3 separate regions of the Mus musculus genome follow, and all the other regions are linked to region 1. A link is a contact called in public Hi-C and HiChIP or PLAC-seq data. All regions are on one chromosome and are shown on one strand. Each heading gives the region's core, a stretch centred on a gene start, on an enhancer-like site or on the middle of the called end of the contact. The rest is flanking DNA. Distances are from core to core; before and after follow the strand shown. Region 1 overlaps Ahdc1 (AT hook, DNA binding motif, containing 1). Region 2 has its middle 7.5 kb from the start of Gm42322. Region 3 overlaps Wdtc1 (WD and tetratricopeptide repeats 1).

Region 1 (4,457 bases), core at 560-3,059:
ACGAGGGTCCAGGAATCATGAGGCAGAATTATCTGGAATAAATTGAGTTGAAGTGTTGGGTTACACCTTTAGCCACTTTGCACCGGTATAGACTGGCCCAGCAGGAGAAGGCACCTGGGCTGTGGGTTGAGGAGAAAGGATTCCCCTCCCTCAGGGTTCTGACCAACTGGCCCCAGGTGGAACCTCTACTGCGGCTCCCCCGCCTCTCAGGGCTTTTTGGCATCGCCTCTGAGCACCGGTTCTTAGCTCCTTCCTTTCATCCCAATGTCACCTCTGACTCTGGAGTCCGTCCTGGCCTGGTAGGTGGGGGAAGGCAGGGTGGCAGCTGGACCCTTGGAGCAGAAACCCTGCCCCTCTAAGCCAGCTGCTGCCAGCCTTCCTGGACTGACTCTATGGAAACAGGGGACCCGGAGACAGAAATAAACTGCCAGGTTTCCGGGGCGGGAGGGAGGGTGTGATATGTGACTGCCAACCTTTGTGTTTCCTTGCTTGGAGTGGTGTGTGTGTGTGTGTAGGGAGCAGGAAGCATCTCCAGGCTCTGTGAGGATGCGCCCCCCCCCCACGCCCGCCCGCCCGCCCTGTGTCACATCTCTCATTTTTGTACCCCTTACCTCTGAGGCTGGGTTGAGTCCGGAATATGATAAACAAGTTAACTTCAGGGGCCAAGTAGTCTGAGACGAGCATTGGAAAGCAGAGTGCAGTCTTTGGGCTCTTGGACATCCAAAATGGTATCCATCTTTAGACCCTCTAGCTGTCCCACAGCAGGTGCTGAACCGACTCAACTGTTGCAGCGGGGTACTAAAGAGTTGGGAGACCTCTATTGGGTACCTACTCTGACACATTGGGCTTTAGTTTCCGCCTCTGTTTAAGGTTTAATTACTTTGTGTCAGTAATTAATATTCTGAAGCCAGTTTGTCTGACTTTGGGCTGTGCTGCTGTCAAACCTCTGGCAGGTCACTACTGAACCTCAGTTTCCTCCGGCAAGAAACACTGTATCTTTATTGGGACCTTAATGGAGTTAATGCTCTTTGATACTGCAGAGCCAGTGTGCATGTTGTTGGCCACTAATATGAAGTAGGCGCTAGATGTAAATGTATGAAAATACACTGTTTTGGTGTAAGGGACTTTTACTCTGAAAGGGGGGATTTTTAAATCCCTCTCAATAAATATCCCTCCCCCCTCAAAAAAAAAAGTTTTGCTCAGGAAAAGGCGCACGGCAAAGTGAATAAGGTACTCTCCGAATAAAGCCGGGTAGCTCATCCCAACTTACAGGTAAGGAAATCGAGGCCGGTGATTGGCCACTGGTGCTCGGCGGCGCTATCCAGTGAGGCCTGAGTCCGCCGCTGGGGAGGGAGTGCCCGGGCCGCGGGCGCTCACCGGAGGAGGGGCGTGCAGGTAGCGGGCGCCTCGCAGCCACCAGCCGCAATCAGGCGGTGTTAGCAATTCTGCCGCTCGACCGGCCGAGCAAGCGAGTCGGGCCGGGTGTCTCCCGGGCCCTCCCCAGCCCCGAGCCGGATAGAAGCGGCCCTCCCCTCCCCTTCCACGTGTCCCTCCTCCGCGGGTAGCCGAGGGCCCCGGCTAGCGGGACGGGGGCCAGGAAAAAGCCGAAAACAGCGCGGCCGGGCCGCTCCCCTCCCGCTCAAAATAGCCCCCGGCCGGGGCTGCCACGCATTCCGCCGTCCCCGGGGCGCGGGAAGGAGCGGCGGGCCGGGCGACGTGGCTGCCTCGCCGAGTGGGACTGGGTGGGGGCGAGGGCGGGCCGCGCGGTCGCTCGCTCCCTCGCTCGGCCGGCCCGCATGTGGCTCTCCTTCGGGGAGCCTTGGCAGCCCAGGCGGCGCGCTGCGCCGGGATGATGGAGAGCTTCTGGAATTTCCTGCAGCTGGAGAGCGCGAGCGGCCGGGGGAGCCGGCCCAGCGCGGCTCGGGAAGGGGGCGCCGAGCCGGCCGACCCCCGCACGCGTCTCCGTAGCCTCCGCCGCCGCCGTCGCCGCTCCGGGGGTGGGAGAGGTTTCCCGGACCTCCCCCGGGCGAGGCGGGAGGCTCCCCTCCCCCGCCGCTCCTTCGGGGCTGGCGGGGGTCCAGGCCCGCCCTTCCCCGGCCTGGGCGGCGGACAGGGGCCAGGTGCAGGCGACGCCCCTCCCCCCGCCGCCTGGTTTCCCTCTCGGCCCCGTCACCTCCGCCGGAGTCAGAAGCCCTGCGGCCTCCTGGGGAGGGGGCGGGGGCGCAGGCGCGGCCACCGGGCGGCCAGGTAGCTCGAGGGGCGGCGGCGGCGGCAAAACTCCGGAGCGGCTTCTTTCGGCCGGCAGACCCGCGCCTCCTGCTCGAGCCGAGGCGTCGAAGGGCTTCCTCTCTGCCGAAGGCAGGCGAGGCCGTTCGCTCCCAGGCCCCCTTCTCTGGCAACGACCGAGCCAGTGGACCGCGGACGGCTGGGGACCATCCTTGATGATTTCCCCAACTCCGGCAGCAGCTTGCTTTGGGGCATAACTGCACCCTGCGGGTCAGGGAGTCCAGAAAAGGGACCCGGGAGGGAGGGCGTCCCGTTTACCGGAGCCCCGAAAGCCAGGGGAGTTGGTAAGTGACCTCTCAGGGCTCTTCCTTTTCTCTTTTCTTTTCTTTTCTTTTCTTTTCTTTTCTTTTCTTTTCTTTTCTTTTCTTTTCTTTTCTTTTCTTTTCTTTTCTTTTCTTTTCCTTTACTGTTGGGAGTGTGTCCGCGCGCGCGTGTGTGTTCAGAGATTACTTTCCCCACAACTTTGCCTGATTCTAGTACCGTTTGGTAAAGTGCGGATGGAAACGGATGAACCGTTTGGCCACTCCCAGCCGAAGGCTCTGATTCAGTTACAATTCCCGCCCCCACCGAGCTCACCGCGCCGCGTTAAACCGAAGCATCGGTGGTAGTAGGCATGGTTTGATTCTTTCTCTGCCCTGCACTGTTCAGTGTCTTTGGGCAAGTCTCTTTACTCCTTTACCTTTGACTTTTCTGAAAAAACTAGGCCTTGTGGGGCTTAAAGTTGCACATGTAAGGCAATTAGTGTGGGGCCAACTCAGTAAGGACACCTGAGTACCAGCAGTCGCTTTCAGGAGGATAGAGGCCACCCTTAAAGCATTAATCCCATCTGCCTTCCACTGGCCCCTGTATAATGTGGTTTCCCAAGGTAATCAGTGTCTCGTGAGAAGGGGATGGAGAGGGAGAGCCGTTGGCGTCATTGAGTGTTCATTTATTCATTAAACCCGTGCTTACTGTTAGGTTCAGGTAGATCTACACGGAGTAAGAGACCTTGTAAGTGCTGGGTGCTGGAAACCAGTTCTGGGCACAATGTATTAAATTAAAGCCCTTCCTCCCCAGCCTGCTCTAAGTGTGGACTGGAAACTGATGCCCAAGGTGGGGGCTGGTCTCCTCCGGATGCTCCCACTGTTCCGCTGGGGGGTGGGGCTGGCAGAGGACAAAGCTTGGCGTCTCCAGGTGTAAGGCCCAGACCGGCTTAAGGTCAGAAGGATTTTTCCTTTGGGGCTCCTTGCTCTCTTTCCACCCCACCGCCGCCACCAGATGCGCAGATTCAAATTCAAATTCCCCTAGGCTCCACTCCAGCCCAGGAAGTACACCTGGACCTGTTGTTCACACCTTCTCCCCACCCCCACTTACCCTGGTTCTGTTTTCTGTTTGATTGGCCTTTCTCCATTGAGAACGACTAGTATACCGGAAGGAGCCCAAGATTCCTTTCTGTAGGGCTGATGTTGAAGGACTTTAATCCTAGCACTTAGGAGGCAGAGGCGGGTGGATCTCCGTACTGTCGAAGCCAGCCAGGTTACACAGTGAGGCCCCGTCTCAAAACAACAAAGGTTACATTTGACTGTAAACTTGACATCTTGAACCTCAAGTTTGCCTTTCTGCAGAATGGGCTAGAGATGGAACTGCCTATCAGGCCCAAGGCCTTCCATTTAAATCCCCAACACCACCAATTATTATATATGGGTAAATAGAACTACCTTGAACACCTATCTCTTCAAATCATCCAACTCACCGTCCCAGGGACACCCTGGCAGAGATCTACTTAAATAATACTTAATGGGTACCCTGGAAATAAAGTGATTTTGCTTGAATGCTATGTGTATGGGCTAGAGAAACCTTTGGGTTCTAGCAATACTCTGGGGTTCAGGAACTTGCCCTTTGGCTGGGCCAGGAAGTCCAGCACAGCCCGCTCTCAACCTCTTTGGGAATCAGAAAGTGTTGCCGTTTGGGTTAGAGAGTAGGCGGCAAGGTTGTAAAACAGGTCCCATCAGAAGTTAACAACGTGCAAGCCAGACAGTGGTGGTGCCTGACTTTAGTCCCCAGCACTCTGGAGGCAGAGGCAAGTGAATCTCTGCAAGTTCCAGGCCAGTCTTGTTTACGAAATAAGTTCCAGGACGGCCAGAGCTACACAAAGCAATCCTGTCTGCAGAAACAAAAAATACACATGCATG
Region 2 (4,457 bases), core at 661-3,160, 410 kb after region 1:
TCATCCCCTGTGGCCCAAATCAGGCCATTTCCAAAGCCATACAATTGCAGCAAATTACTCTCTGGGGTCAGGGACAACCAACATTCATTCCCTTTGTATTAGCCAGGGTTCTTTAGAACAGAACTCATAGAATATTTATATGAATATGTGTGTGAAGGACTTGGACTTGCCAGGGAGAGTGAAAGCAAGCAGGCAAAAAGTTCCTGTCTGAACAGCTACCTCGGCAACATCACCTGTCCTAGGTCCCGCCCACCTTACAGCATCATGGCTATAGCTCCACCTCTTCCCTGGCCATTGTGGATGTAGTCATCTGGCTCAGCTGGACCAATCTGATTCTTTTTACCAGTAAACTGGAGCAGTGGTGAGGTGTGAGGTGTCTCGAGTGTGTTCGTGTAGTATGTATATGTGTGTGCTGGTGTATTCATGTGTGTGCGGGTGGACATATGGGGGTGGACACTTGGACATGTGTATAGGTGTGCACGGAGAGACCAGAGAAAAACCTTACAGCAGGTGTCATTCCTCAGGAGATGTCCACCTTTTTTTTTGGACAGGGTCTCTCATGAAGTTTGCCAAGAGCTAGGCTGGCTCACCAGAAAGCCCTTGGGATCCAGCTGTCCCCACCTCTCCAGCACTGGGGTTACAAGTGCCCACCGTTAAGCCTGGCCTCCTTTCCTTCTGAACACAGTATGGTGGTTTGAATATGCTTGGCCCAGGGAGGGGCACTCTTAGGAGGTATGGCCTTGTTGGAGAAAGTGTGTCTCTATGGGAGTGGACTTTAAGACCCTCTTCCTAGCTGCCTGCAAGCCAGTCTTTCTCCTATTTGCCTTCAGACCAAGATGTAGAACTCTTGGCTCCTGCAGCACCATGTCTGCCTGGATGCTGCCATGCTCCCACCTTGATGTTAATGGACTGACCCTCTGAACCTGTAAGCCAGCCCCAGTTAAACGTTCTTATAAGAGTTGCCTTGGTCATAGTGTCTCTTCACAGTCATGGAAACGCTAACTAGGACACACAGATTCTGGGTATTGAACTCAGGTCCTCACTGCTTGAAGGCAAGCTCTCTGCTGACTGAGCTACAACTGCAGCCTGAGTCTGTAGTACCATGGACCCCAGCTGTCAAGGTCCCCACCCTTCCTGAATCTTGGCTCTTCAGCTTCTTGTGACACACTCTGTCACCCCTCCTTCAGGTGACTTGACCCCTGTCACTGGCCTCCAGATGAACTGTAGCAGGCCAGCAGAGAGAGCCCAGAACAGTTAGTGAGTCAATGGCTTTGCTGAACAGCTGCCACACCTGGGTGGTAGTTGGAACTCACTGCCTGAGTAAAAGGGATACTTTTACAAGAAGTAAAGACTGGGGGGATAGGGGACAGGAAGAAGAGAGTCACTGGCGGTTGGCAGCTTCATCCCTCTTCAGAGTCCCAAGCTGGAAGCAGACATGGCTCAGAGCACTCAGATGGTTCTAGAAGGTCTATGAGCTTCTCTCTCATTCCTAATGATTTACATAAAAGCTAGCATGGCTGCCAGGATGCAAGAAAGTTCCAGTAACCCCTTGACATGTCCTTCCCACTAAATAGCAATGAAGTGGTTGGCCAAAAAGATACAGCAGGAGTGAAGGCTTGTGATAGTCAGGGTTAAACTATGAAGGAGACTGGGGCTTCGACCTCCCCGCCTGGGGCAACTGCCTTTCAGGGAAGCCAGGCGTTTTGTGAGGACGCACAAGCTACAACACCTGACCATGAAGCCAGGAATTGAGGCCACCTGCTCAGCATCAAGCTGCCAACCCTGGGAGTGGACAGTCCTCTGAGGAGACCCTCAAATCTTCAGGCAGCAGCAGATCTGACTCACATCTGATCACAACTCTGAGAGATCATGAGTTGCAGGCACGCAGCTGTGGCACTCCTGGAGTCATGCTGAGTCAGAGAAGCCATGTGCCACCGTCCTCTGTGCACAGTGTGGAATAGTCTGTGCCCTAACTCTAGTAACTAATACAGTCGAGACTCAGAAGGTGCTGGAATCTCTAGAAAGCAGTCACAGGTGGGGGGGGGGGGATGGAATAAGGCTGTGAGACTCAGACTTGCCTCCCTGGGACTTCAGGAGCCAAGGAGAGCCACACCTACTCCACAGTTTCTCCTGCGTTGGGGAGGAGAGGGAGAGAAGGGAGCCTAACCAGTCAGAACAGCCGCTAAATCTCGCCTCCTCTGCTGTGTTCATCCTTAAGAGGAGCCCAAATCAATCAACGACCCTTTTTATATTCAGGTTACCAGGGTTTCTGACAGGTTCACACCGATGGTAAGGAGTCTGCCTGGCCCCCAAAGATGCCAGCCAATGTAGTCTTTCCAAGCAGAGAAAGCACAGTGGCAGAACACCTGCCTCCGTGTGCGTGAGGTCGTGGGTTCAATTCCCAGTGCTGCAAACAAAAGCAAACCACAAAGGAGCCAGGGCTCTGGCCCAGGGCCGTCCTCCTGTGCTCCATCAGGGAGGGAAGTGAGCGCCGGGCTGCGCTCAGCACATGCGCACTGTAGACCAGCACCATTTCCCTCATGGAAAGGTAAGCACAGAGAATTTTAGGATTCTTTGTCTCCTGCCTACTTCCTGATCCTCCATAAGTCTTATTTTGTTTTGGTGTGTGCGCGCACACTTAAACAGACTCTAAATCTATAACCCGGTGTGGAACTCATTATGTAGCTCAGGTTGACCTCAGACTTACAGCAATTCTCCTGCCTCAGCTACCTGAGTGCATGACCCACTCCACCTGAACGCTTCACGCTCACCCGCTCTGTTCCATTGGGCCTTTCTTCCTAAGAGTTCTTAGAGACATTACCTTCCTCTCGCCCAGAGCTTCCCTTCCCAAATTATTCCACTCGTTTCCCCACTAGCCATTCTCCCTTTGGGAAATTCCTGAGGCTCGGCCACAGCACTGGGGGTGGGACTCGCCCTAACTCACTCCGTCTCCATGGTGGGAAAGCCCTGTCCAGTCCCCCCAGGGAACTAGTGCCTCCTTTAGGAAGACCGCACTCCACAGCTATCCTCAGACCCTGTGAGGACCCCATCACAGACCTCATCTTGTGATTGTGTGTGTGTGTGTGTGTGTGTGTTAGAGTCGCTAGGGAACACACCCAGACACCAAATTCTCAGCACAAAGGAAGTTTATTACCCCAGAGGGACAAGCAAGGGGCGTGCCGCCTCTGGATCAGACCACGGCAGTAGCAGGTGTGTCTGCAGAAATAGTTTTTAATGAGGGAAGGGGAAGTCTGTGCTAAGACCTGATTGGACAGCTTAGCTGGTGTAGGCAAAAAATGAATGTTGATAGCTGGGCCTTGGTGTTTAGTCTCAAGAATGAATAGGTGGCTAAATAAGGGAATAGACCTTGGGGGCAAGCTTTAGGAATGTAATCTCGTGGTTTAGCAAGGCAGAGGGAAGGGCCAAAGCAGACAGCGCCATGTTTGCCATGATTGGGCCTGTTAGAGAGCCCTTCAATGATGGCCGCCCACTGCCCCTGTTGGTGCCCCCATCCCTGGGCTGGCTGAGGAAGGCATTTTACTCCAGTACACTCTGCCTGCTAAATTGAGGTGGGTGGAGTCTGAGATGTTCCTGCAGCCTCTGGGAAGCTGGGCAGATCCCGAGGAGCTAATTTTTCATGCTGTGGAGCTCAGAGGAAGTTCAAGGACAGGACAGGGCAAGCAGATGGTGAGACACAAGGAACATTCCAGCCATCTTCTGACCTCAGACGTGATAGCTCACGCCTGCAATCCCAGCACTGGGAAAGCTAGGCAGGAGGCAATATTGCCATGTCTGTGAGTTGTGGGCCAATGTAGTGAGGGCATCTCCCACAGTCTGGACAGCCCTTGAGGAAGGGGAGAGGAAGCTACTTAATACCTGTGAAGTCAGGAGGGCTTGAGGGAGGTTATGGAATTAAAGTCTGTTAGTCAACCTCCAATGAGAATTTTCCAGAAAGAGAGACCGCAAGGAGGCAGGTGGAGGGGGAGTGTGTAACACGGTGAGATGACAGAATTCAGCCACTTGCAGCGAGTGGGCACCTGCTCTCTCTAGGGAAGCGCAGGCAGGAGCTGAGGGCACGGAGAACACGGAAAATGTGACACGTCCATCTGCATGTTTCTGGTACTTAAAAGAATGACTGAGTCCGTGATCAGTCAGATTCGTGGCCCTGCGTCATTCTGCAGTCATGCAACCAGACTCGTGGAGGTCAGCAAGGGTCAAAATTTAGGTGGGCTCACGAGGTACCACTGCATGAATTCCAACCGCAACAGCCGAGCATCTGTCAGAGCGCCACCTGCTGGCTGATACTGACTGTGGCCAGAATTGAAAGTTTGTTGCCTGAATGGGGAAGGGGACTCCCTTCAAATGACCTGTCCCACTAAAAAATAACTAGTGCTTGATTCATCCTGACCCTCCTGAGGGTCAGCCAACATAAACAACAAACGAAAGAAGGGGGTGTT
Region 3 (4,457 bases), core at 1,399-3,898, 270 kb after region 1:
CAGTCTGACTTTAAGACCCAGTCTCACACACCTCGCCTTCCTCAGCTTTCTATGTGGGCCAATTATAACTACAGCCTTTCTCTTCCCTCTCTCTGCACTAGGGTTGGATCTAGGGCTTCACATGTTGCATGTCACTCCCCCTGCCTGCACAGCACCTACTCGGGTGGGGAATCCACTCTTGTCTCTTCTTGCCCATCAACTGTCTGCTCTTGAAGCCCAGCTCATATTCACACACTGCTGGGATATTTCTGCTGCCTGTGGCTCTGCCCAGGTCGGTCCTCAGGATTCTTGCTGATGCTCAGGTTGCTTGGCTTCTGCTAGCTGGGCCTGACAGCAAGGCGGTCTGTTAGTCAGCAAGCGCCTCCTGAGCACGCCACGGATTAAGCACTGTGTGTTTTGCATGAACGTTTTCAGCTATCATACTCGGATCAACAAAGGAGATATCATGATTATTCCTATTTTACAGAGACTAAAGTTCTGGGGTGCGGTGGCCTTTTACACTTAACACTGAGAGAGATCTAGGGCTGGACTTGTTCTGCCTTGCTTCAGAGACCCGCTTGTAACCGCATTGAAATGAGTTTACTTAATGAATGGTGCATGCTCACACACCTAGCTGCTTAGGAAGCAGAGGGTGGATCCTCGCTCATAACAACAGAGCGGGGCAGACTGAGGTCGGGCACACATGGCATCTCAGGACTCCAGTAGCTGAGGAGCTGAACCCCAGCTCCAGAGCAAGCCCCATCTCAGCATCCAACCATCCTGTCAAACAGGGGTTTTGTCACTTAGCTCAGTGGTAGAAAATTTATCTGGGATGTAAGAGGCCATGAGTTTGACTCCCAGTACCCCAAAGGGAAAAAGAAAGAAGGGTAATAATGCCATCCGTGTCTGAAGGGAACAGGGCAAACAGGCAAACACACAGGACACTGGAACAGGGAGGAGACCCACTTCCTGTCTGCTGGGGGAAAGACCAGGTGGAAGGAAGCATTGCAGCAGAGCCACTGAAGCGGAGCACATACAGTAATTTCATGCAGAGATCCTTACCGGATAAGCCCATCCTCTGCGGCGCTCCAGAACGTGTTAGGCCACATGGGCGCCGTGGCAATGCGCTTCACCCGGTTTGTGTGGTCTCCAAACATGTGGATCGTCTCCTTTACCGTAAGGTCGTGGACGTGCACCTTGGAGTCAGCTGCCCCCGTGATCAAAATGCGGTCTCCAGCATGAGGCAGGAACTGCTCACAAGAGATCAAATGATTGGCAGGAGATAGGAGAGAGCTGGCTACTGAAGGAGAATGGCCTGGGTGTCAGCGCGCCTTCTCCCTCTCGTATCACTAAGTTTGTAAGAGCTCACCAAAGTGAGCCTGGCTATCGAGCAGCAGCCGATCAGCACAGAAGTTCAGTCAGGATCTGCACTTCGTGCAGTCGGAGTGGTCACCATGCACGCCGAGCTGCGCTGCCTAAGGAGCCCTTTTTTCTGACTCCTCTCCAGATAGGAACTGAGTGGATGATAATTCTCGCTATCCCTTACTAAGAATTCCCAAATTAGGGGCTGGGTGTGTCTCTTCGAGGTGAGCACCCACTTAGTATGTGTAAAAACCAAAGTTTAATCCTGAGCATAGGAGAAGGAGAAACCTTTAAGGGTCATGGCTAAGGGCATAGCTTACTGGCAGACCACATGTGTGACATCCTTGATGTTCTAGGTTCAATTCTAGCACCAAAATAAAGCAGAGCAAGCAACCAACCACTGAGTTTCAGAACACCGCAAGGCTGTTCAAACCCAGACTGGGGCTTTATATATCCACCCACCCACCCACCCACCTACATCTCAGTTCATCCACATGTCCGGCCATCCAGGTTTGGATTAAAAAGCAATTCCCATCTTTTGACCTAAACTCCTAATTCTATGAAAGATCCAAAGGATCCAAAAGAGAAAATGGGATCTAGGCAAAAAATGTTCAGCCAAATACTCCTTATAGAGCAAACAGTGGGAAGAGTGCAGATGTTGGGCTGTGGAGAAGGGCTGGCCACTATAAGACTACTACCATCACCCCAGTCAAGTGAAGAACGTAACATTCCAGATGACACGAAGAAAACCTCTCTCCCTCCCTGTCCCTTTGTGTGTGTCTGTTTGTCTATCTCCCCTCCTTCCTTCCCTGTACTGAAGACAGATCAGATACTGGCATGGAGAAAGGCAGGCAGCTGCTCTACCACAGAGCTATATCCCAGCTCTCCCTTTTGATTTTTATTTGGAAGAGAAAACAAAAATGCTCTTCTGCTTTGTCACTTAGAAATAGGAATATATAAACTTATTTTTAGGGGCATGCCTCAATCTTTATTCTTGTCTGGAGGCAGCATAGATTCCAGCCACAGCAAAAATAGGTGAAGTAAGCCCTCAGTGCTGCCTTGCTTGCAATGTGCCGCAGCTGCCACCAGGGGGAGCGCCTGGACGGAATATGATGAATGCCCAGAGGCAGTGTTTTCACTAAGTCCATGGAAAAGGAGGCTTTTCTTAAACAAACTGGAAAGAGTGCAGTGGGTGATGGCACTTGCCACACAAGCCTGGTGACTTGAAATCAAGCCTGGGGTCCCATAAAAAGGAAGGAGAGGATCAACTCCACCAAGCTGTCCTTTGGCTTCCTCACATTCCCCCGTCCCATATCACACACCTATATCATAATACATTGCTGAAAATGTATTTTTAGTGGGTGGTGGTGGTGCACCCCTTTAATCCCAGCACTCAGGAGGCAGAGCCAAGCAGATCTCTGTGTGTTCAAGGCCAGCTTAGTCTTTACAAAGCAAGTTCCAGGACAGCCAAAACTGTTGCACAGTGAAATCCTATCCCAAACAAACAAACAAACAAACAAACAAACAAAACAAAACCAAAAACAAAAAACCTACCACCACCACCAAAAACAAAAAAGAAAAAGAGGTGTTTTATTTAAACCACCAAAACTGGGCTGGTGAGATGGCTTAGCAGGTAAGAGGGACGGCTGCTCTTCTGAAGGTCCTGAGTTCAAATCCTAGCAACCACATGGTGGCTCACAAACATCTGTAATGAGATCTGACACCCTCTTCTGGTGTGTCTGAAGACAGGTACAGTGTACTTGTCTTTATTTATAATAATAAATCTTTGGGCCAGAGCAAGCAGGGATTAAGCAAGCGAGGCCGACCAGAGAGAGCAGAGGTCCTAAATTCAATTCCCAACAACCACATGAAGGTTCACAACCATCTGTACAGCTACAGTGTACTCATATACATAAAATAAATAAAATCTTAACACTAAAAACACTAGAAGGTTGTGAACAACTACTGTCAAAATATAATCTTGGAAGGTGACCACAGACGTACTGCAGCGTCTTTCCCACACATCAGAACCACAAACCAAGCTCCAGTTGTTCTGCTTCTAGAACAATCCCAGGCACTCACCCGCAGAGGTGAGAGAGAGGGAGTGAGGCAGAACTCAGGGTGATGAGGCTCAGAGCTCCCTGAGGTGGCTCTGGTTTCAGGTAGAGTCACTGCTCTTAAGGAGACAGCCGCACACTCGTGGGCCCACAGATATAAATAAATATACAACGGCAGGGCTGACAAGCCCTTTCCTCACAGGTCACTTCAGATCCAATGTGCCCAGCGACAGGTCACCTCAGTGCAAAAACCCTGCTTCTGGGAGTGGGGCACCAAGGCTCTGCACCCACAGATCTCCAAAGAAACAACGAATGATAAGCATGCAGGATTGTCCTTCCAAGCAAAGATGTAAAACCTGTTCTTTCATCTTGTGTTATCTGTTGGGCCAGGTCATGTTAAGCTACTACAATCAGGACAAGAGGTGGCTAGTAGTCTAAATGACCCTCACAGCCAGGGCCTCCCCAAGGCCCCGCAACCAGGACCAGAGGTGGCTAATAGCCTAAAAAAGCCCTATGCTATTTGTATGACTAAGACCAGGTCAGAGCACTGCTTAGGCCCTTAAGCTAGTGTAGGTAGCCGAGAACCAACCCATCCTCTTGGAAGAAATGGCATGTACCCCAAGTCGAGTTTCAATGTAATTACAATGTCCATGTACACCAGGGATTGTATTATACCAGGAAACTTTTTTTCCAGATTAAACTATGGTTAAATCTGAGGGCTAAAGCCCCTGGCATCAGACTTCCCAAATCTCCATCCAGGTTGATGGTCAATGGGAACCAGGTTCTCACCTCTTCGTGGTTCAAACTCCCTGCCTGACACCCCCCAGAGACCCCCTCCCTCTGACACTTCTCCAGAGGCTGTTCAGGCCAGACATGGTGGCACATGCCTTTAATCCTAGCATTCAGGAGGCAGAGGCAGGTGGATGTCTATGAGTTTGAGAGCAGCCTGGTCTACAGAGTGAAACCCTGCCTTAAAAAAGCAAATAAAAACAACTTTCTTCAATGACCCCACGCATTAGGGGCTCTTTCCTCTCCAGACCCACATGTAATTCTAAGGCC

The links. Hi-C and Micro-C count contacts between places; a contact is called where the count stands out from the background. HiChIP or PLAC-seq counts read pairs in DNA pulled down with a chosen protein or histone mark.
Region 2: a contact with region 1 is called in a FOXA1 HiChIP or PLAC-seq map of pancreatic cancer cells. The contact joins two enhancer-like sites. A contact is called at or near these places in 1 of 15 datasets of contacts at CTCF or cohesin (large pre-B cells) and 6 of 115 datasets of contacts at active chromatin or transcription factors (craniofacial prominence, embryonic stem cells and pancreatic cancer cells).
Region 3: a Hi-C map of bone marrow-derived macrophages shows a contact between it and region 1, with 25 read pairs. The contact joins two enhancer-like sites. A contact is called at or near these places in 2 of 15 datasets of contacts at CTCF or cohesin (CD8 T cells and large pre-B cells), 5 of 484 Hi-C or Micro-C datasets (bone marrow-derived dendritic cells, bone marrow-derived macrophages, embryonic stem cells and 2 more), 16 of 115 datasets of contacts at active chromatin or transcription factors (T-cell acute lymphoblastic leukemia, craniofacial prominence, embryonic basal ganglia and 10 more) and 2 of 9 other capture datasets (adipose tissue and pancreatic islet).

What each region holds. Positions count from the first base shown.
Region 1 is chr4:133,037,217-133,041,673 of GRCm38.p6, forward strand. All of the region lies in intron 2 of Ahdc1 (AT hook, DNA binding motif, containing 1), which reads left to right. Among named protein-coding and RNA genes, the nearest start is that of Ahdc1, 28 kb to the left of the region's middle. Within about 2 kb of position 1,810, at least 206 of the 459 cell types and tissues checked have an H3K27ac peak or open chromatin away from gene starts, as enhancers often do. A contact at or near this core is called in bone marrow-derived macrophages, embryonic stem cells and pancreatic cancer cells, where this site is marked.
Region 2 is chr4:133,445,676-133,450,132 of GRCm38.p6, forward strand. No RefSeq gene overlaps it. Among named protein-coding and RNA genes, the nearest start is that of Gm42322, 7.5 kb to the left of the region's middle. Within about 2 kb of position 1,911, at least 44 of the 459 cell types and tissues checked have an H3K27ac peak or open chromatin away from gene starts, as enhancers often do. A contact at or near this core is called in embryonic stem cells and pancreatic cancer cells, where this site is marked.
Region 3 is chr4:133,307,708-133,312,164 of GRCm38.p6, forward strand. Wdtc1 (WD and tetratricopeptide repeats 1) reads right to left here. Exons shown (of 16, transcript NM_199306.4): 6 at 1,042-1,229. Among named protein-coding and RNA genes, the nearest start is that of Wdtc1, 29 kb to the right of the region's middle. Within about 2 kb of position 2,649, at least 5 of the 459 cell types and tissues checked have an H3K27ac peak or open chromatin away from gene starts, as enhancers often do. A contact at or near this core is called in bone marrow-derived macrophages, where this site is marked.